Linked DNA regions of Mus musculus: all the other regions are linked to region 3. A link is a contact called in public HiChIP or PLAC-seq and promoter capture Hi-C data. All regions are on one chromosome and are shown on one strand. Each heading gives the region's core, a stretch centred on a gene start, on an enhancer-like site or on the middle of the called end of the contact. The rest is flanking DNA. Distances are from core to core; before and after follow the strand shown. Region 1 holds the start of Coq3 (coenzyme Q3 methyltransferase). Region 2 holds the start of Usp45 (ubiquitin specific petidase 45). Region 3 holds the start of Wwp1 (WW domain containing E3 ubiquitin protein ligase 1). Region 4 holds the start of Ccnc (cyclin C). Region 5 holds the start of Faxc (failed axon connections homolog). Region 6 holds the start of Pnisr (PNN interacting serine/arginine-rich).

The links. Promoter capture Hi-C pulls out the DNA fragments that hold promoters and counts their contacts. HiChIP or PLAC-seq counts read pairs in DNA pulled down with a chosen protein or histone mark.
Region 1: a promoter capture Hi-C map of pre-B cells shows a contact between it and region 3. The contact joins the promoter of Coq3 here to the promoter of Wwp1 in region 3. A contact is called at or near these places in 2 of 39 promoter capture datasets (cranial neural crest and pre-B cells) and 2 of 115 datasets of contacts at active chromatin or transcription factors (astrocytes and embryonic forebrain).
Region 2: a contact with region 3 is called in a promoter capture Hi-C map of pre-B cells, with 12 times the contacts expected there. The contact joins the promoter of Usp45 here to the promoter of Wwp1 in region 3. A contact is called at or near these places in 9 of 39 promoter capture datasets (the 3T3-L1 cell line, cranial neural crest, embryonic stem cells and 5 more), 4 of 484 Hi-C or Micro-C datasets (B cells, CD4 T cells, CD8 T cells and 1 more), 2 of 115 datasets of contacts at active chromatin or transcription factors (astrocytes and embryonic forebrain) and 2 of 9 other capture datasets (adipose tissue and liver).
Region 4: a contact with region 3 is called in a promoter capture Hi-C map of pre-B cells. The contact joins the promoter of Ccnc here to the promoter of Wwp1 in region 3. A contact is called at or near these places in 4 of 39 promoter capture datasets (cranial neural crest, hippocampal neurons, pre-B cells and 1 more), 2 of 484 Hi-C or Micro-C datasets (CD4 T cells and rod photoreceptor), 6 of 115 datasets of contacts at active chromatin or transcription factors (astrocytes, embryonic forebrain, epiblast stem cells and 3 more) and 2 of 9 other capture datasets (adipose tissue and liver).
Region 5: a contact with region 3 is called in an H3K4me3 HiChIP or PLAC-seq map of pro-B cells, with 9 times the contacts expected there. The contact joins the promoter of Faxc here to the promoter of Wwp1 in region 3. A contact is called at or near these places in 2 of 39 promoter capture datasets (cranial neural crest and pre-B cells) and 4 of 115 datasets of contacts at active chromatin or transcription factors (astrocytes, embryonic forebrain, pro-B cells and 1 more).
Region 6: a contact with region 3 is called in a promoter capture Hi-C map of pre-B cells. The contact joins the promoter of Pnisr here to the promoter of Wwp1 in region 3. A contact is called at or near these places in 8 of 39 promoter capture datasets (the C10 cell line, cranial neural crest, embryonic stem cells and 5 more), 7 of 484 Hi-C or Micro-C datasets (B cells, CD4 T cells, CD8 T cells and 2 more), 3 of 115 datasets of contacts at active chromatin or transcription factors (astrocytes, embryonic forebrain and large pre-B cells) and 2 of 9 other capture datasets (adipose tissue and liver).

What each region holds. Positions count from the first base shown.
Region 1 is chr4:21,877,911-21,880,954 of GRCm38.p6, forward strand. It overlaps Coq3 (coenzyme Q3 methyltransferase), which reads left to right and starts at 1,736. Exons shown (of 7, transcript NM_172687.2): 1 at 1,736-1,886. The coding sequence starts at 1,778.
Region 2 is chr4:21,774,473-21,777,561 of GRCm38.p6, forward strand. It overlaps Usp45 (ubiquitin specific petidase 45), which reads left to right and starts at 1,798. Exons shown (of 18, transcript NM_152825.2): 1 at 1,798-1,845.
Region 3 is chr4:19,707,185-19,710,290 of GRCm38.p6, forward strand. Wwp1 (WW domain containing E3 ubiquitin protein ligase 1) reads right to left here and starts at 1,820. Exons shown (of 25, transcript NM_177327.5): 1 at 1,655-1,820.
Region 4 is chr4:21,726,017-21,729,414 of GRCm38.p6, forward strand. It overlaps Ccnc (cyclin C), which reads left to right and starts at 1,685. Exons shown (of 12, transcript NM_016746.4): 1 at 1,685-1,899. The coding sequence starts at 1,868.
Region 5 is chr4:21,929,995-21,933,170 of GRCm38.p6, forward strand. Faxc (failed axon connections homolog) reads left to right here and starts at 1,332. Exons shown (of 6, transcript NM_175234.4): 1 at 1,332-1,835. The coding sequence starts at 1,570.
Region 6 is chr4:21,846,191-21,849,508 of GRCm38.p6, forward strand. It overlaps Pnisr (PNN interacting serine/arginine-rich), which reads left to right and starts at 1,858. Exons shown (of 11, transcript NM_001369189.1): 1 at 1,858-1,949. It overlaps 4930528A17Rik (RIKEN cDNA 4930528A17 gene), which reads right to left and starts at 2,258. Exons shown (of 1, transcript NR_028384.1): 1 at 137-2,258.

The DNA.
Region 1 (3,044 bases), core at 486-2,985, 2.2 Mb after region 3:
CCTGAAGAGGGTGTTAGGTGCCCTAGATAGGGAGTTACATATGGTTGTGAGTCACAGTGTGAAAACTGAAACTTGGGTCCTCACTGAGCCATTTCTCCAACTCCCCTGTAAGTTCAGTTTTAAATAGAATGTGGCAATATAGAATTTCTCAGAGTGGATACCGTGTGATAGACTTTTTGAGTAAGTCCAAGAACTCATTCAGCTGGATGGATGTAGTAGATTGTTCAAAGGGATAAAGCTTGTGTAGACATAAAGTGACTTACCCTTCATTTTTTATTAAAGAACTAGAACACATTGCAAATGTTAAATGGGTGTTGAGTTTTCTAAAATATGTATGAGCTAGTTTACAGCTTGTTCATAAGTAAGACTGGAGTTACTCTGGAACTTTCCTACAGTAATGGCTACATACTGCATTACAGTCACCACAATTTTATTTCTGACACAGCTCAACTGAACTTACAGAAAAGCGTTTTGTTGCTGCGTGGGGGGATTTAGAGGGTTCTTTGCTTCCTACCAGTATTTAAGCATATCACTTCCTGCCTTTGCTGAAGCGAGACTGGGATGGCTATGGAGCTGTGTGGTGTACACTTAATGTTAAGTACAGTCCATGCACAGAAGTCCTTAAGAGTGTTAACCATGATTTTCCGTGGGTCTGTCAATCCAGCAAAAACATGACACTTCAACTTGTGTATAAAACTTTCCACCTTCATTTGGAGAAATGGCCATATACCTCCAAACACAGGGACCTCTGACAGTGATAGAGCAGCTGGTTTTCATACAGCTTATGAGGTTAGTATTTTAGCTCAGAGGATGAGAGCTTAGTAAGTTTCCCCGATTTAAAGGACAGCACTGCCTGCTGAAATGTAGAATGACGCCCTAAATTTTAGGAGTTTACCCTTCTTTTTATGAGGGCATTATTTTTTATTTTGTTGTTTGTTTTTTAACCGTTCCTGGTTTGCTTTTAGTTGCTGGGATAAAACACTGACTAAAAGCAACTCTAGGAAGGGTTTCTTTCTCTTTGGCTTAGAGATCCTAATCAATCATTGAGGGAAGTCTGGGCGAGATCCATAAATGCAAGCTTCAGATACAACCCAGTTCCACTTTCCAAAGGGCTGAACATCAATCAAGAAAACGCCGCCCCACAAACACGCAGTTCAGTCTAATGAAGGCAATTCAGGAGAGGGTCCCTGTTTCCTGGTGAATCAAATTAATGTCAAGTTGACAAAAAAAAAAAAAAAAAAAAAAACTAGTATGAACTTCATATTAGATTCATACTAGAATCTTTCATACTGCTCCGTTTCTACTTCCAATAAACGTCTAAACTGAGTGTAAGGAGTTTTCTGCTACATACGGTGTATCCTGAACAGAATAAAGGGTCAGTTTCAAAGAATGTACTTTAGATGTGGACTTCTGTTCTCTGTGATTACTTGAGCGCATTGAAAGAGAATGGGTTTCTCGGAAAAAGCATTTCCGTACTTGATTTTAAGCATTAGAGTCGGTTTTCCAAGACTGAGGAGATAGCTCGTAAATACGAAAACAGCACGGCGTGACTCGTAGGACGAGAAGGTAGGTAGGTCTTCGTGGCCTTTTATTAGGAACATCTCTTTATTTCATTGCAGACATAATTTGATAGAGGAGCTCGAGTTAACGGTGACCACAAATTCACATTAACTAATGCAAATGCAAAAGCCGGCATCCGCGAGTGTAGGAGGCGGAACCCTTCCGCTGGGGATTTGTTGTGAGGAGGGACCGGAAAAGGAGTAGGATTCTAGTCGCGATGTGGAGAGGTGGAAGGCTGGGCTCTCGTGGGGTTCGTCTCCTGGAAACGCTAGGGTTTGGGTGCCCCAGCGCGGTCGCCCAGCCTCCTCGCCTAACTTCACGGTCGGGTGAGTGTCGCCGGCGCGGAGGTTCTTCCGCACGCCTCGGGTGCCGGGGCGGCTCTGCGCAAGCGCGGCAGAGAGCGGTGGGCTGTCCGGCTCCGTGGGGTCTGGTTAAAAGCAGCGCCGCGCTGCCCCGTCCTCATCCCTGGTGACCTCCGGGACCTGGTGTTGCTCTCTCCAGCGGCTACAACCCTCCAGGTCTGAGAAGCCAGGGGAAAAAGGCTGAGGACTAAGGATCTGGGCCTCGGAGAGCGTGTCTCTTGTGCCGCCGCCGCCGGGTAGCCCACGACCTTTGCCCTATTTTATTTGCGTTCTATGAGCTTGTGGCCCGGGAGCCGCCATTCAACTTGCTGGATCCTGGAGGTGGTTCTTGCTTTCCAAACCAAACCAAGAAAGACACACGGGGAACGTCCTAGCGCTGCCTCACTACTTTATTGCTCACCATCTTACCGTCCCCGCCAAAGAATTTAAGGCATTTATGCTCTTGTTTGGCAAATAAAGTAAAGAGCTAACTGCATTTGGTGCTATAGATTTTTAAACGCAAGTAGTACGCAGATAATTAGGTTCAACCTTTACAAGAAAATGACCAGGCCGGGCGTGGTGGCACACGCCTTTAATCCCAGCACTCAGGAGGCAGAGGCAGGCGGATTTCTGAGTTCGAGGCCAGCCTGGTCTACAGAGTGAGTTCCAAGACAGCCAGGGCTACACAGAGAAACCTTGTCTCGAAAAACAAAAACAAAAACAAAAAAAAAAACAAAAAAAAAAAAGAAAAAAAAAGAAAAGAAAATGACCACTATATGGTAGAGATTGGTATGGTTGGGAATTTTAATATGACAGTAACAGCAATAATACCTATTTAAATACTACTGAAAAAAATAATTATAATTTTTAAGAGAGCAAGATATAAATAAATATTAATGAACTTGGAGATCTAGATGGAATTACGATTCCAACTTTAATTTTCTGGAGAGATGATTTTATACTCTTCTATTGTCTTTTATAAGATTTTATTGTCTTTATATACATTTATACTCTTTTATTGTTTAAACTTTGTCTTCCAGAACAATCCGAGTCATTGTTCCAGAGATCCAGAACATCTCTGGTCCATTTTTTAGAAACCTTTTAATGTGTGTCTCATACATCAGAAGACCCACCTGCCTCGGC
Region 2 (3,089 bases), core at 548-3,047, 2.1 Mb after region 3:
CCTTTAACTGTAAGTTGAGTCTTTTGTTTTCTATTTTTAAAAATTAAAAAAAAATTTCTTTTCTTCTGTTATTTTTTCCATGAGTTTTAATATATACTTTTTAAAAAGACCTATTTCTGACACAATTTAGGCTGGGCAATGGTGGTGCATGCCTTTAATCCCTGCACTTAGGAGGCAGAGGCAGGTGGATTTCTGCGTTTGAGGCCAGCCTGGTCTACAGAGTGAGTTCCAAGACAGCCAGGGCTATACAGAGAAACCCACAGTCATCTATAAGAAGGAACACAGGGGCCCCAGTGGAGAAGCTAGAGAAAGCACCAAAGGAGCTGAAGGGGTCTGCAACCCTATAGGTGGAACAACAATATCAACTAAACAGTACCCCCAGAGCTCATGTCTCTAGCTGCATATGTAGCAGAAGATGACCTAGTCGGCCATCACTGGGAATAGAGGCCCCTTGGTATTGCAAACTTTATATGCCCCAGTACAATGGTATGCCAGGGCCAAGAAGTGGGAGTGGGTGGGTAGAGGAGCAGGGCGGGGTGGGGGGTATAGGGAACTTTCCGGATAGCATTTGAAATTTGAAATATATATAAAGAAAAGATCTAATAAAAAAAAAAAGAAAGAAAAACCAGAAAAAAACAAAAAACAAAAACCTGACACAATTTAGGATGCAAATTTTTGCATCTTTTACATAGTCTATTTCAAATTCAATACTAACATATGAAACTTGATATTTATACAGACAAATTTGAAATTTGTATATAGACTTTGGAATTATATCATAACCCAAACTGTTCTTACAGATGCAGCATTTCTTTTTTTCCCTGGAAGAAAATGACCTTCTAAAAGACAATTATGTACCCCATACCTAGTATCTTGACCAGCATGCTTGTATTCCACTGCATTTGTCTAATGAATGGTTCCTATAAACAACATAAAGGAAGAGTTCTCTCCTTTGCCAAGTTTCCCCATGGAAATGAATTAGATTTTTAAGTTAAAAAAAAAAAAAAAAGTGGAAACAACAAACCACAACAACAAACCCAGTCAGCTTTTGGTTCTTAACTGAACTCTTTTAAACTCCAACCCCAGCACACGATCCATTAGGTCACAACTTGTCCCTTGTGAAAGACTGTGGCTCATCAACTAGTGCTTGCAAGAAATTATTTTTTGTTTTTTAAATTTTTTTATTTTTTGTAACAGGAAGAGGGTATCGGATCCCATTACAGATGGTTCTGAGACACCATGTGGTTGCTGGGAATTGAACTGAGGATCTCAGGATGAGTAGTCAGTGTTCTTAACCACTGAGTCATCTCTCCAGCCCCACAACAAAATTTCAAACCAACTGTTTTTACTCAAAAGCAAGGTGTACATTGTTGTAACAGATGATCGGATTGAGCAGAATTACAGGTGTGATGTACAATCTAGTTCAGAAGTGAGAACCACGTGAAATAAAACGTTAAAATCATATAGAGTGAATCTCAGATGCGACTTTAGGTTCCGAGTTGGGTGATGGAACAAGGGAAGCTGTCTTAAAAGGCACCCAGCAAGTGGGACGCAGCTCACTAAAGCCAGCGCCTGCATCCAGGCCCCGTGGCTGGCACTGTAATCAGTTGGCTGCAGGGCGCCATCCCCTCATCCCATCTACACTCCTCCACCATGCTCCAACCTCCAAGCCGCCAAAGGAAAACCCAGATCTGGGTCTGGACTCAAAGTCCCGCCTTCGGCCCACCCAGAACACCAGACCCCGCCCTCGCCCCCGCCCAGGACGCCAAGCCCCGCCTTCTCCGGGTTCCCCTCTGCACAGGCGCAGAAGCTCCTGCGTGTGGAAGCTGCGGCCCGGCGGGCGGGGTGAGTTGGGGCCCAGGCTTTGGGGTCACTGTAACCACTGTGTCTTCGCTTGGGCGACGAGACCTTCCTGTACGTCAACCAGCCTAGAAAGAGAGGTTTCCTAGCCTACCCTCGCGTCCAGATTCACAAAGGCACCAGGCGGCCTCCCGGGCCGAGTGCTGGCGGCAGGGGGGAAGAGCCGGGGTCGGGGAGGGAGCCAGGCCGAGTCTCGTCTTTTTGGTGACCCGGGCATGCAGCGTCCGCTTGTCCCCTCGGGGTCTCCCCTCGCAGCACATCCCGCTCTGCTAACTTGGGGTGCATTCATGGCCTGACGAAGAGCCTAGACACAGCTTTTTGGCGACGCCAAATATTAGGTTAGGGGTCGATCCTATACCTGAGCCCACGTCCGGCTCCCGGACTTCTGCAAGTCACTTTACCTCTATCCAGTTCCAAGTGTAAATTAAGGATGATGATAGTGACGTATCTCAAAGTGCTTGTAAGAGGTTCATAGAATTGAGTGTTTTGAGCCCGGGTATCTAAAAGGAAGATGTTTGCATTTCCTCTTCTCACGCTGGAGAATAGCAGCCCAAAACTTAAAAAAAAATCAAAACAAAAACCAATTTGACAAGGGAAGCTTGTAGCCAGTTGAAAAGTGTGATATTAATTGCGTTAGCCGTACATCCTTTGTTAGAGGTAACGCAAGTGCTAGATAATATTTAAATTAAAAGCTGAAGTTGACGTCTCAGCAGGTCGCCAAACCTGATGGTTCAATCTCCTGGACCCACGAGGTGAAAGAGAGAAGCTACTCTGACCTCACTAATGCAAATCGAAACACTAAACACGTGCACAGCCATACATATAAAATACATCAATAGATTTATGTTTTAAAAGAAAGCTGTAACGTTTGATGTTTGCAAAACCTCAAAAAAAAAAAAAAAAAAGAAAGAAAGAAAAAGCCAGAACATGTTTGTGGTGAAGTCAGGCCTGAAACTTCTGTCCTTTGATGGCTCTGCCTGCAACATTGGCCCTTGTTTGGCATCTTAAAACTTGGAGTTTGGGCATGTTCTGATGTAGTAGTAATTGTTCTATACTCAGCATTATGTTTCATGCCAAAATGACCAGTTACCATACAGTTTCTGTGCTCCAAGTCTCTAATGGGTTCCCCTGAACCCAGATTCATGTTGCTGCTTAGTCCTTGTCTTACCCACCTGAAGAGAGAGACTTTATGGAAGTTATGGGCAAAGTACCCTTTTCCAGTCTAGTCG
Region 3 (3,106 bases), core at 570-3,069:
CTACATGAACTACAGTTCCTTGTTGACTTCTTGTCATCCTTCATGCCACCCTTCAGTCCAGAGTCCTCAAAATACAAAACCCCTTAACTCATGTAAGAAGTACCCTCTCTGAACTCGACTTGAGACAATTTTATATATTTATGAAACATACACACACGCACACAAAGGTATTCTGGGCATGGTGGCATAGACCTATGACCTCAGAGGCAGGAAGATGGCAAGTTCAAGGCCAGACTGGGCTTTGTAGTGAGATCCTGCCATTTATTCACAGGGACATAAAAGGAGCATCGGTATATAACCCAACACACATACCTCCTCCATAGCCTGCAAAGACAGAAGCTGCTAACCATTTGATCTACATATACCTCCAAATACCTCACTGTCATGCAGTTGATGCTTAATAATTGTGCAAGGATGTAACAGAAATTTCAGCCAACTCAAGAGATTACCATCTCTTTGAAGGCAAGAGACCTGATCAGCCATGCCCTGGGTTTCAAAAGTACAGTGTCTTAAAAGCAGCTCTACATTTTACGTGAAGAATTATTTGGAAATGTTAATAATCTATGTCTCAAAGAGCTAAGTCACATTTCTCAAGCATCTCAATTTCAACAGCTCCAACACTTGGACATTATCTTTGAATTTAAAATGTTAACTAGTTATTTAAAAAATGGTAATTTTCAGTCAGCTTAAGCACATAGTTTTATGGCTCAAGGAAGTTAGATAAATGAAAGAATGTCTTTTTTAAAAGGAGAGTTTTACTAGCAGTTACATACAGACTTGGTGAGACATGTTAAGTGGATTTATACATAAGCAAAAACTCTTACAGAAACCTACAGACAACTGTGAACAGGGTATTTCATCAGGGGTAAAAAAAACACCAAATGGGGAGTGGGAAGGTAACTCTGGCATTTTTTTCCATAACTCTAAGTAGCGGCATTTTAGGGGGAGGAATTCAATTTTATGCACACAAAAAGATGAAACATTAACAGGGAAAACACAGACATTTGTGAAATATTTTATGGTGGACGAGTAAAATATTTCAAAAGCATAATAGATACACCTTCTTTTTGGTAATAATGAAGAGGAATCGCTTAGAGCAAAAGAACTTACAACTCCAAACCGATGAGTAGAAAGCCATACAGCCCTAAGCCACAAACTGATCATTTAAGGACTGTAAAGGCTAAAGGCGACGGGCAAAGTACCAAATCCTAACAATACTACATTTTAAAAGAAGATTTAAAGGAAAAGGACCCAAATCACGAGATGAGGATTAGAAAATTTTGCAAGGTCACTTGAACCTACCAGGTCACCAAAGGTGGAGATTAAGATTGTTGGTGAGAGGAGGTGCGGAGTCAGTGAAAAAAAAAAAAAAGCTGAATGCTAAAAACGTGTCAGAAAAGGACGTTCTGAGGCTGGCGTCCCGGCTCGCGCCGGTGGGATCCGGGTGAAAGTCAGGGCAGCAGTTCTGAGGCGGGGAAGCTGGGACGCCAGCAAGCCGCCGGTCAGGAGGCTGAGCACTGCAGTCACCGAGCCACTTCGCCGGGCTCCGGTGTCACCCGCACAGGCCGGTGCCAGGGCCAGCTCGGGGCAAGCCCGGCGACCCCACCCCGGCGAACTCCGGCCCGGCCGCCCTCCAGAGCCCCGCTGTACTTACCCGCGCAAAGCTGCGGCTCCCGGGGCCCGCAGCCACCGCGGCGGCGCCTCCTCAGCCCTCCGCGCCCAAGATCGCCATCTCGCAGCAGGCGTCGGCCGGGCAGCTCAGGCCGCCCGCAGCCACTCGGATCCCGCACGCCAAGCGCGCCGACACCCGGCCCTCCCCCCACCCACCCCGGCCTACACCTCCCTTCCTCGGGAGCGCGCAGCGTGCTCGCGACTCCGCTGCCGCTGCCGCGCACGGGCGCGCCTCCCCGCCGGGGCCGCTCTGAGCCTCTGGTCCAGACCGGGAATCCAGCTGCCCTCGAGCATGCGCAGCGAGCGCGCGCCCAGCCCGCCTAGGGGCCACTCCGCTCCTCCGGGTCTTCCAGGCGGTCAGGCGGAGAGGCACGCCAACCAATAAGGGAGAGGAGGTGGAGCCAGAGCCGGAAAGGGGGCGGGGCAGCCGCCGGGAAGCCGGTGGTGACTTGTGAACAGCAGCTACCTGGTCTGTTCAGTCAGCTGCAGAGCTTCCTGCATAACCTCAGGGAAGACCCTCCAGGCACGTCCGTGCTTTCGCAGCCAAAGTAGGCTGCGAAGGAAAACCCCTTGACCTCGCTTTAATATTTGATTTAGGGTCCATTAGTAATGGTAGTCACACGAGACCATTGTGTTGGTAATGAAATTGTTCCTTTCTCTTGGCACCACAGTGGCCCAGGGACAAAGCTACTACTGATTGAGCAAGTGCATATATCCCTTTTCGTACAGTTAATGGACACAGTAATTCTGAAAGGTAGCTGTCTCTTGACTCTTTGACACAATGAGTCAACTGGTTTAGAAAAGAGCTGTTGGTAATTTACATTGCGAGAAAGGTCACACTGCAGTGTAATGACCACATTACTCACCATATGGCCCGCCATTCTACTTCAGAGAAAGAACAAAAGTTCTTCCAGAATAAATAGTACATTTAGCCAAACACCTCAGCTAGACCTCACAAATTAATTTAAACCCACCCCAGAGCCGACTAGTTCTCTTGTCAGAAAAGTTCACGAATCCTGGCTTCTTGTTGCCTGTGACACCTTTAACTTCACTACTCCATAGGTAACAAGTTCTCAGCCTAATCACCTTGTAACATTTCTGTTCTAAATATCTTGTTAACATTAAACCACCTTTCTGATTCACTCCGTTGTTGCTGCAACTTTTGAAGAAGAGAAAAAAGTAGTCTACCAAGAAGAACACTAAGGCTCCATGAGTATTTGTAGGACTCAGTAAATACCACTTGAATGAACAAACGTTCATTCTTTTCCACTCTGGTCCATTAGTTACTAGCCCCTAATTTTACATATAAGTTAGGGGCATATGCCTATGGTGCACAAAAATCTCTCAAAAATGTACATGACAATTTTACTTTTCTTCAACCTATTCCTCTTGCTGTGATAAATGACTGGTCCAAAACAACTTAAGGGAAATGGAG
Region 4 (3,398 bases), core at 435-2,934, 2.0 Mb after region 3:
TAAATAAATCTTTAAAAAAAAGAAAAAGAAAAATATGATCTGCCGGGCGTGGTGGCACACGCCTTTAATCCCAGCACTCGGGAGGCAAAGGCAGGCGGATTTCTGAGTTCCAGGCCAGCCTGGTCTACAAAGTGAGTTCCAGGACAACCAGGGCTATGCAGAGAAACCCTGTCTTGAAAAAACAAAACAAACAAACAAACAAACTGATCTGCAGTGAAACAAACAGTAATGTTCACAAATGTATTACATGCCTCTCAACATTTTTTAGGTACCTTGGCTATTAAGTTGGAGTCATTTGGGTATATTCTGGTCAGTGGGTCATGAAAATTGATTGGGTTGTTTCTATTTCAAGACTCTTAATACTAGTTATTAAAGAGCTCGCTTGAGTCATGTTCTGCCCAGAAAGATGTTGATCTTGGAAGCAAGGAACATTGAAATGAATAGTTGGGAGATAGAAACCCTCTAGTTCTCTGAAGATCTAGAGGGCAGCCAGGAAGAACTAGCCAGCTTTAGGAAATACCATGAGAATGAGACGAATTTTCAAGCTAAGTTGGGGGTATAACAATGTTATAACAATGAAGCCTAGTCTAGCTCATCCAAATTCAAGAATAAATGTATTTCACAGGTTAATTGTGTACGTGCCTAAGTGGGTGGAATTTAAAAACATCTTTTCTATAGTTGGCATACTAGTTTCACTTATAGAAATTGTTTTCACTCCATTCCACATCTCAATTAGACTCCACTCACAAAGGAAAAACATTGGTGCTATCTTCCTCGGAATTCTTGACTAATTTTCAGGTGTGCCCAATCATTTAGAGACATTTTTTAATTTAAATTAAAACTTAAAAGATTTAGATAGATCCTCACCTGTCCTAGGCTGGCCCAAAACAACGTATCTGAGGGTATTGAATACCCTTAGCTTGCAGGTGTATATAGTGCTGAGTATCACCCAGAGCTTCTGGGGCACCAGCAAGCATTTTACATCCTTGATTATCTACATCCCTTTTCCTCTTTTCCCCTAGATGGCGTCTCAGCATGAAGCAAGGACTGGCCTGAAACTCCTCATGTTCTTGACTCTGCCGCCGAAGTACAGTACGAAACGCGAACGCAAAGTTGCAATGATAACAGCAACATTTAAATATTATTTAATTGCATTTCTGCGGCATACCCATTTGGAACGTAAGTGTTAGCTAGATGTACATTTATATGCTCATGTTTTTAGGTAAACAAGTAGCCGGCTCTGACATAAAAAGATTGCTACTCTAAGTTAAGTCTACACTTAACTCGTTAGGCTTAATACCGACAGGAACTTTACTAAGAGCACTTACATCTTAAGGCCAAAATTACTTTCATTTATTTCTCCTTTCAGCCCTAGGGAAAAAGCAGTCATATACTGCCATGCTTTCTTCAACGCCAGTGTGCTATTTCTGAAGGCCTACACCGTGGATTAACAAGATCCCTAAATGGACCCAAAAGAAAACCGCACTAGACCAGAAACCCAGTGTGTGGACGCTCTGGAGGAGAATTGGCAGGAAACCTCGGGGAGAGCCTCTCGCCACCGGGAGCCTCCGCCCGTGTTTCCTTAGCTCCCGCCTCAACAAGCCCATTGGCGGTCGGGCGGTTGCTAGCTTCCTCCGCAACTAGGGCGGGCCGGAACTTTTGTCTGCCGGAACCGGTGTACGCCGCTCAGTGTTGTCGACCGGCGTCAAGGCGACGAGGGTGCTGTTCTCTTCCTCCGGCTGCGGTGGCTGTGGAGTTCAGCCCAGCCAGTCTGGTAGGAGCACAGTCGTCCGGACTGTGTCTATGGTCGCTCCGCGGGCCGCTTTGCTGGCTGGTGCATTTGTATCAGGGCAAGCAGTATTATTCCATGGCAGGGAACTTCTGGCAGAGCTCCCACTAGTAAGTGAGCTTCCATTTTCTCGCCTGGGGCCGGGGCTGGGGCACAGGAGGGCTGGGCCTGCCCATCCCTCGGGGTTTCCATCCTGGCCGCTGCGGGTGAGCCCTCCCTGGGAAGCCGGGGGTCCGAAACGTGATGCTGTCGTTTGCGAGCCTCCCCTCTTCTCACAGAGAGATTTCGGGAGCAGAGGGGAGGTGAGCTCGAAGGATGGGTAAGAGGTAAGGGGTTTGATCTCCGGGAAGGGAGTCGGAGGCGGTTTCATTTCAAATTTGGGGTTTGATTGGTGGGATGATGTGGGCACCGGCAAGGGAAAGAGTGACCCATTGTAGCTCTGTGAGGTTCCCTGCTTTGGATGGACATGGTTGGCTATTGCTAGCTAGCTTGTTTGTTTGTTTGTTTTTTCATAGCAGTGATATTATAATCTCTTGTCATTCGCCTTACTGTAGATTTAATATTTACTCAGAGGAGAGGAGTGAGTCGTGCTTGTTTCTACCTGCTGCTTCCTGGCCCAGCCTTATGCCTAGATTGACACCACTACCCCCATCCCCGAAGCAGTGTTTCTCACGTTGAGGGATGGCTGCCCTAAAACTCACAGGCTGGCATCGAACTTAATGAAATCTGCCTGCCTCTGCTTCTGCTTCTAAGTGTTGGAATTAAAGGCATGAGCCACCAATTGCAGGCTCCTAAATTGACTTTAATGCTTCTAGAATTTGCGAGCACAGGGGCTCTCAAAATATATCCATTTTCATTCATTAGCCAGTGTCTTATATTTTGCCTTAAAGTCGTGTATTTCCCAGATTTTGTCCTCTTCCTTTAACCACTTAAATCACTAAATTTTAATGTCTTTCAGTGACCATGGAAGGGCTAAAGTAATCTTAAAGATATTTGTCTCTAAATACATTTGGTTAAACATGCAGGAAGTTGTATGCTTGGGCTAAGCGTTGAGCAGGCTTTCCACTAAATACATAAAAAATGAACAGGACTAGATAGAGACATTTAGTTTAATTAAATTTTAGTGGGAAGAGAATAACAAAATTTTAATTCTGTGAATTGGTTTGCTTGTTTCCCTCTTTGCCTGAGAATAAAGAAGAAGAAGGGGGAAAAAAAAAGAAAGAAAGAAAACTGAATTTGGAAACCTGTTTCTGAAAGCAGGTCCTCCCTTGCTACCAAGTGTTTCTGGGAAGATGAAAGGCCAATGAAGCATCACTGGGGGACATTATTTTACATTGTTCTCACTCACTGAGATGTTTCCATTAAAAAAATGAAATACAAAAGGGGATGACCCAAAAAGGTGGGATAAAGCTTGGGCCTGTACTTAATCCTGGTGCTCAGATAATGCCTTGATTGCCTGTCTCAGTGACATAATACTAAGACAGGCAGTAGTAAGTCTTTGGATATAGCAAGAGTCTATCTTCCAGGATGGTTCTTAGTCTAGAGGGTCTGAAAACCTGTGTGCTGGTGTTTGGTACACATGACACTATGAAGGAAATTGAGAAAGAGG
Region 5 (3,176 bases), core at 82-2,581, 2.2 Mb after region 3:
CAGGGCTACACAGAGAAACCCTGCCTTGAAAAAACGAAAGAAAAGAAGCGGTTCTTTAAAGAGTCAGTCTTCCAGTCCCCCAACAACTGGTGCAGGGCCTGTTGCCTGCCTGTGGATCCCGCACCCCTAAATGGACCACCTCATCTTGTCTCAGTGGGAGAGGATGCCCCTAGTCCCACCTAGTGCTGCAGTGCCTTGCAGGATGTGTGTATTGTGTTAGTGTGTGGGGGATGACACCCTGTAGCTCCTTGGTATCTGGCCCAGGCTGGCCTTCTGTTGGCCTCCTCTGTCACTGCATTGGGCTGATTGCTGTCTCCTTCTCATGGAAGTTCATGTCAGACTACACATCCTGAGAGGTCTTTAACTCCCTTTGGGATGACCCTAAAATTCGTGACAACTTGGGTAGGGCCTCCTTCTCTAGCTATGGTGGTAAACAATCTTTTGTTTTATTTCTAGCATGACTGTACAACCTGTTTATTCTAAGGGGGTGAAATCCAGGAAATGGGAGCCCCTTTCATCAGCACCCCAGTCTCTACTGTATTGGGGGACAGATGTATTCTTATAGTCATACTTGAATTTTAAATTGTGACAAATCATATGTCTTCAATATTTTTATTTCCTCTAAACTGAAACTGCCCATGCTCTGGCTAGAACACATGGTCTACATTTAAGGATTTAAAGGATCTAGAACATTCCATGTTGGTAGAGAGCGTGCCTGCCATGTATAAGGCCCTAAATCCAATCTCTAATCGATCTCTTCAGGGTTACCCAGAGTGGGAAAACCATTTAATACACAGTTGCTTATTTTACAAATTTTCAGCACCCAAAGGGACCATCCTGTATCAGCGATATCCTTGGTAACGATTTCCAAGGTGGGAAGATTTCTCACCTAGAGTACTTTCTGCTGTTATTTGTCAAGGCGGACCTCAATCACTTCATCAGCACCTTGCCTGGGACCTAGGTGACTGTGCTTACCTGAGCTCTTTAAAGCAATGAGAGCAGACAGACGCTCCCGACCTTAATCTGCCCTGGCCCAAGGTTTCCGGTCTGTGGCTCAGGGCAGGTGAGTTCCCTGCGCTCCGCAAGGCGCCTGCGGGCGGGAGCGGGTGGAACCGAGGGCGGCGGCTCTGGGCTCGGCTCAGCCGCAGCCATCGCAGCCTCCCGCGCCGCCCGCCTCCCCGAGCCCGGGCGTCCAGCCCCGCAGCTGCGGCCGAGCAGAGGCAGCGCACCGCGGGGATGCGGGGCGGGGGCAGGGCGCGGGGTAGGTGACATTATCCCGCCTCTGTTGCCGGGCCCAGGGGAGCAATGACATCACGTGGCCCTTTCCACGCGCTGACACAAAGAGCGCCTGCGAGAGGCCTCGGCCAGGGAGGCCGGCGGCCGCCGCTGCCTCGCCGGGCCCGGGGGCCCAGCCATCCCAGATCTCCGCTCGCCGTCCGCGTCCTTCCGCCGTCGCCTCCGCCCGCGCCCCCTGCGCACCGCTGAACCCGCCCGCTCGCCCGGGCGCCGGCCTCTTCCCATGCGGGCGGCGCGGGCCCTGGGAGGGGCGCCCGGAGCCAGCCGCGCAGCATGCACTGGGGGGTTGGCTTTGCCTCGTCCAGGCCGTGCGTGGTGGACCTGAGCTGGAACCAGAGCATCTCCTTCTTCGGCTGGTGGGCCGGGTCCGAGGAGCCCTTCTCCTTTTATGGGGACATCATCGCTTTCCCTTTGCAGGATTACGGTGGGATCATGGCAGGGCTGGGCTCGGATCCCTGGTGGAAGAAAACCCTTTATTTGACCGGGGGAGCTTTGCTGGCCGCGGCTGCGTATCTGCTCCACGAACTCCTGGTCATTAGGTGAGCCGGAGAGAGGGCCCCCGAAGCGGGCACTGACCAGGGCAGCTAGCCCGGGTAGGGCTGGCTCAAAGGGGGTTCCGGAACCAGCCCCTAGGTCCCGCCGCCCAAAGGTCCAAGCGTCCTCTCTCATCCTCTAACCCCCTAAGGCGTTTCACGGTCACCTGGCCACTTGTAAGGAGCCATTTAGAGTTGATGGGAGGGTTAAATTGGGAAGGGAAAGAAAGCGTTTTCCTTCCATCATTTCGATGCTAAAAGCAAAGTGCTGTGAGTCACCAGTGTTATGGATATAAACAATCTGCTAAAGCCCATAGGAAGAGTCTAACTGCAATCAGTGCATTCGTAACAATAGAATAAAGCTCTGTAGAAATACTAAGGTACACTTTTATAAACGCCTAATTGGTTTATGGGTAATGATGCTGGAACATTAACTATTAACCTCATCTTTACCTAAAAGGTTAGTTCTCTCTTACTCTTCTTTATAAATGTCAACATTATTAGGAGGCTGCAGTTGCAGAAGCTTGGTGTAACCCTGTTCAGTTTTGATGCAGCCTTAACCTGCTTACCTGCTTATCTGGTGTGGAACTGTAAGCACCTTCAAGCTTAAATACAATCATTCTGCGAGCGGTAGGAGATCTGAGGGCAGCGCTAGCACATGGAGCACTTGGCATAACAGGGAGTCTCCCTGGGCTGTAAACAGTTTCATGGCTGCCTGCCGCAGAATGTGTACAGGGCTGACTTGAAAATTACAATAAATGGATGCCCCTGCTGTTGGGACTGCTAGTCCCATAGATAGATCTTTAGTGGTAGATGCCACTGGGTACTGAGACAGCCTTTGGCTAATGGGCATGTCAATTTTGGGTTAAAATTTCCATGCATTTGGGACCCCAGTCTCTGGAGATTATTGGAGGCAGAGCAATTTTCCGTAGCTCAGAATTTCTCTTCTGACCAGTATTTTCGAAGGAGCTGGGATGTGTTCCTACCATATTTTCCAGGGGTAGGGTGAAGGAGGAGCATGGTTCTAGAGGCTGTAAAGTGGCTGGTGACCTCTAATGGACTTCAGGAAGTGCAGGAGGACACCATGATCGCCCTACTGAACTCACTATTTGTTGGCTCTGAAAGGATAAGAAAGCATTTGGGTCTGAGAAAAATGTGTTGGCTTTCATATCATTTAGCCACAGTGGAAGACTGAGAAGTTGATTTTAACTTCAGTATATCTCATTGAGCACAGCGTCTTGAATTTAGTTGAGCCAAACACAAAAGTTTTAAAGTGAGATAGCATGAAGATTACGCCCCATTGGTGCCAGTCTGAGAACTCTGTTTCACGTCAGGTTTCAGTCCATA
Region 6 (3,318 bases), core at 608-3,107, 2.1 Mb after region 3:
TGGTGGCTGCTAGTAGATCTCCTTGAGTTCTTATAGATGCTAAATGGAAATAGTCAAGTACAGGTCTCCTTCTGAGTTAGTTGTACTAACCTCATGAACTCACATCATAGTATTGCCAGATAATTGGCAGTTTTCTCCACCCCACTCCCCAAATTACATGTTGAAGGCAAACTTGAGGCTAGCAGGTGTTTACTTAGTAGGGTTTTATTCTAATCACACAGACTACATGGTTTTCAAATACTTCATTTGAGAATTACAGAATTTCTTGTAAAGGGCATTCCTATTTTCACATCTACCTATATTTTCTTTATTCAGTTTACTACAGTCTTGTTTCTAGAGTAATTTGATATTTCTTGTGCAGTTCCCAACTCAAAGACTTAGATTTTTAGTGCATGGTGTGGGTGCTAAAAACAGAGTTCTCACATTAAAGGGAATAAGAGAGTTTATTGTGGAGCCACATTTGAATGTCCATGGCACAAGGAACACAGTTATGCCAAATTTCTTTTATAACACGGAAGTGGTTTCATGACATTTTATAGTTTTTAAAGAACAGACAGTCATAAACCAAGGCAGGCTTAAGATACATTGGTGTGTACATCACAGAAGCTACAGCAAGATGGGGACACTTTTTACATCGCTGCAGATGCTATCTGATAACATTCTTAGCTCTTGGGTTGGTGGAAACTGGGAGTCAGCTAAGTTAAAAAGTTCCAAAGGCTGGGGCAGTGGTTAATAGCGCTGGTACCAGAGTTCAATTCCTAGTACCCACATGGCAGCTTACAACTATCTGTAGTCCAGCAACAAGTGATTTGACACCCTCACACAGACATGCACGCAGGCAAAACACCAATACACATAAAATAAAAATAAATAAATCATTTTTTTAAAAGTTCTAAAAGGTTTTTAATCTATTAGTCACAGGATTTAGCTCTAATATGGGGAGGTTGGCAAAGACTGGCAATTCGTGGGTAAAGCTAGGGCCAGATTGGGTAATTAGCCTCTGGACTTGTAAAATTCCAACCTCTCCACATCACTGAAGCTCCAATCAATCTTTGCAGACACAGACTTTTTCCTGGAATTCTCCTTCATAACTCTTTTTAGTTACACTGACATTTCAAGAAAGTCATTTTCCAATATTTAGGTTAAGAATGCTGTGTTTCTTAGAATTTTTGTTTCCTTTTGTAATTAAACTCCTAGTCTGGAAAGTTGACATTTTAGATATATGAACATTGTTCACGCTAAACACCTTTTACCTCCTTTCGGGAGGCCATCTTGGAGTTTAGGTAAGGAAGGACCAGTGGAAACTCTGCTTCTCAGTTACTTTTCCTTAAAGAGTAGCTGAGCGAAGTTGAACTGAGTAAATGTTCCCACCAGGGGGCGCGATGCTAGGAGGTGAACAAGGAGACCTAGCAAACACCCTGCTTCCAGAACTCAGGCTCTGCGACTCAGGCCTGGCACAGTGAGTTCCAAGTTGGCAGGGTTTGACTTGCGGTCCTCTCCGTAGTCTGAAAGAGGCAAAGCGATTCAGCATCCTTCCCAAAGCGGAACTGATTCTTAGAACGCATTTGCTCTTCGAGGGTCTCCTGCCTAAAGTTTACTAAATTCCGTCCATTGTACCGGAACGTTAGGCTCGGCTTTGTGCTGGCTGTACAAATGAAAATGTGTCGGGTATGACACGGGCTTCACACACAAGAGGGTCCAACTCGAGGTGGGTTGGGTTTGCCCTCAACAAAAATGGCGCGGACTCGTCCCGTCGGTAAGATCACATGGTCGTAAGCCTGGCTGAGAATCAGTGTGACTTCAGCCGAAAAGCGGATGTTATTATCATTCACTTCCGGGTGAGAACCACCGGGCGCCATCTTGTCTTGTTCATGAAGAAGTAGAAGCATCGAAAGGTTGGAGAGAATTACAGGAACGGTGGCGACAGCGGTATTCCGGAACCGGAGCGGGTAAGCGACGAGCAGTTTACCCCGGGGGACCTGCCGGAGGACTAAAGTCCTCTGGGTCAGTGTGGCGAACGGAGCGGGACTCAGGCTGCGTACGCTGCTTGGCGCCACCGCCAGAACCTCATTCCGGAGAAGCTCCGGCGTCCGCCCGAGAGAGTGAGCGAGAGAGCCGCTGTCGCCCGAAGGGAACCGCCTTTGGCTAAGGAGAGGGCTCACGACCCATTCTTCGAACTAAGAGTTTCCTTTGAGAAGGCAAGGGACTAATTGTTGGGCGCCTGAGCGGCCGTTAAGCAGTGCGCGTGCGCAGTGGGAACCCTTGAGGGGCAGGGAGTGTGGAGGGGCGGAGGCGGCGGGGGCCGGGATCTGGAACTTCGACTCTGCGACTCGCACTACGCAGGCGCAACCGCTTTCTGCTGCGTCCTAGACAAGTATCATTTAGTTGCTTAGTTTTGGTGTTTTTACCCAGTGATGGGTATTATGTGTTAAGCATCACTGAGGAAACAAGTAGTATCCTATATTTCAGTTGTTTCGTAGTTTTGTGGATAATAGTGTCATCTTAACAAAACTGGGCACTGAGCAAATTTTGACTGTGCTTGATTAAATTAGCAGTCTTTAATACTTCATTTACCTTTTCTCTTCCTAACCCTAGATAAAACAAAAACAATCTTGGATTTTTTTTTTTTTTTGAGTACATCCAGCTAAAACCAAACCAGAACAGTAAAGACTTTATTTGTGGGGTGGTTTTCTAAAGCATCAGGGGAGACGTAATGAGTTCTCGGATATTCTTAAGACACACAATTTAAAACATAAGTAAGCTTTATATTTAAGGACTTTTTTGAGCCTCATTATATGATCCTGGCTGGCCTGGAACTCCTGCCTTCGCTCATGAATGCTGGAATTAAATGTATTCACTACCACATCAAGCCCTAGAACTTAATTTAATTATAGAAAAATTAAACAGCTAGTGTATAACCACGTGTTTTATTTTCTCAGTAACATATACTTCCATGACACGTTTTTTTGTTTTTTTTTACTATTAATGGAACAATGTTGTTACATTATTAATTGAGGGCATGCTCCTATTTCCTTAGTTAAAGAAAAAAATCATTTTTAAAAAAAGATAGTATTTTTCTGTGGAGATCCCCTGGAACTGAAGTTACAGATGGTTGTGAGTTGCCATGAGGTGCTGGCAACTGGAGGCAGGTCCTCTGCAAGAGCAGCCGGTGCTGTAGCTGCTGAGCCTTCTGGCCACCGTCTCTGTTCAATGAAAAATTACTACTTTATGTCTATGTGTCAGTCCTAGCTTTTGTTGTCCGGATTCTTCCACTTTTGACCATTGCTAAATCTTTCAGGTGTCTGCTGTTTCCCACCA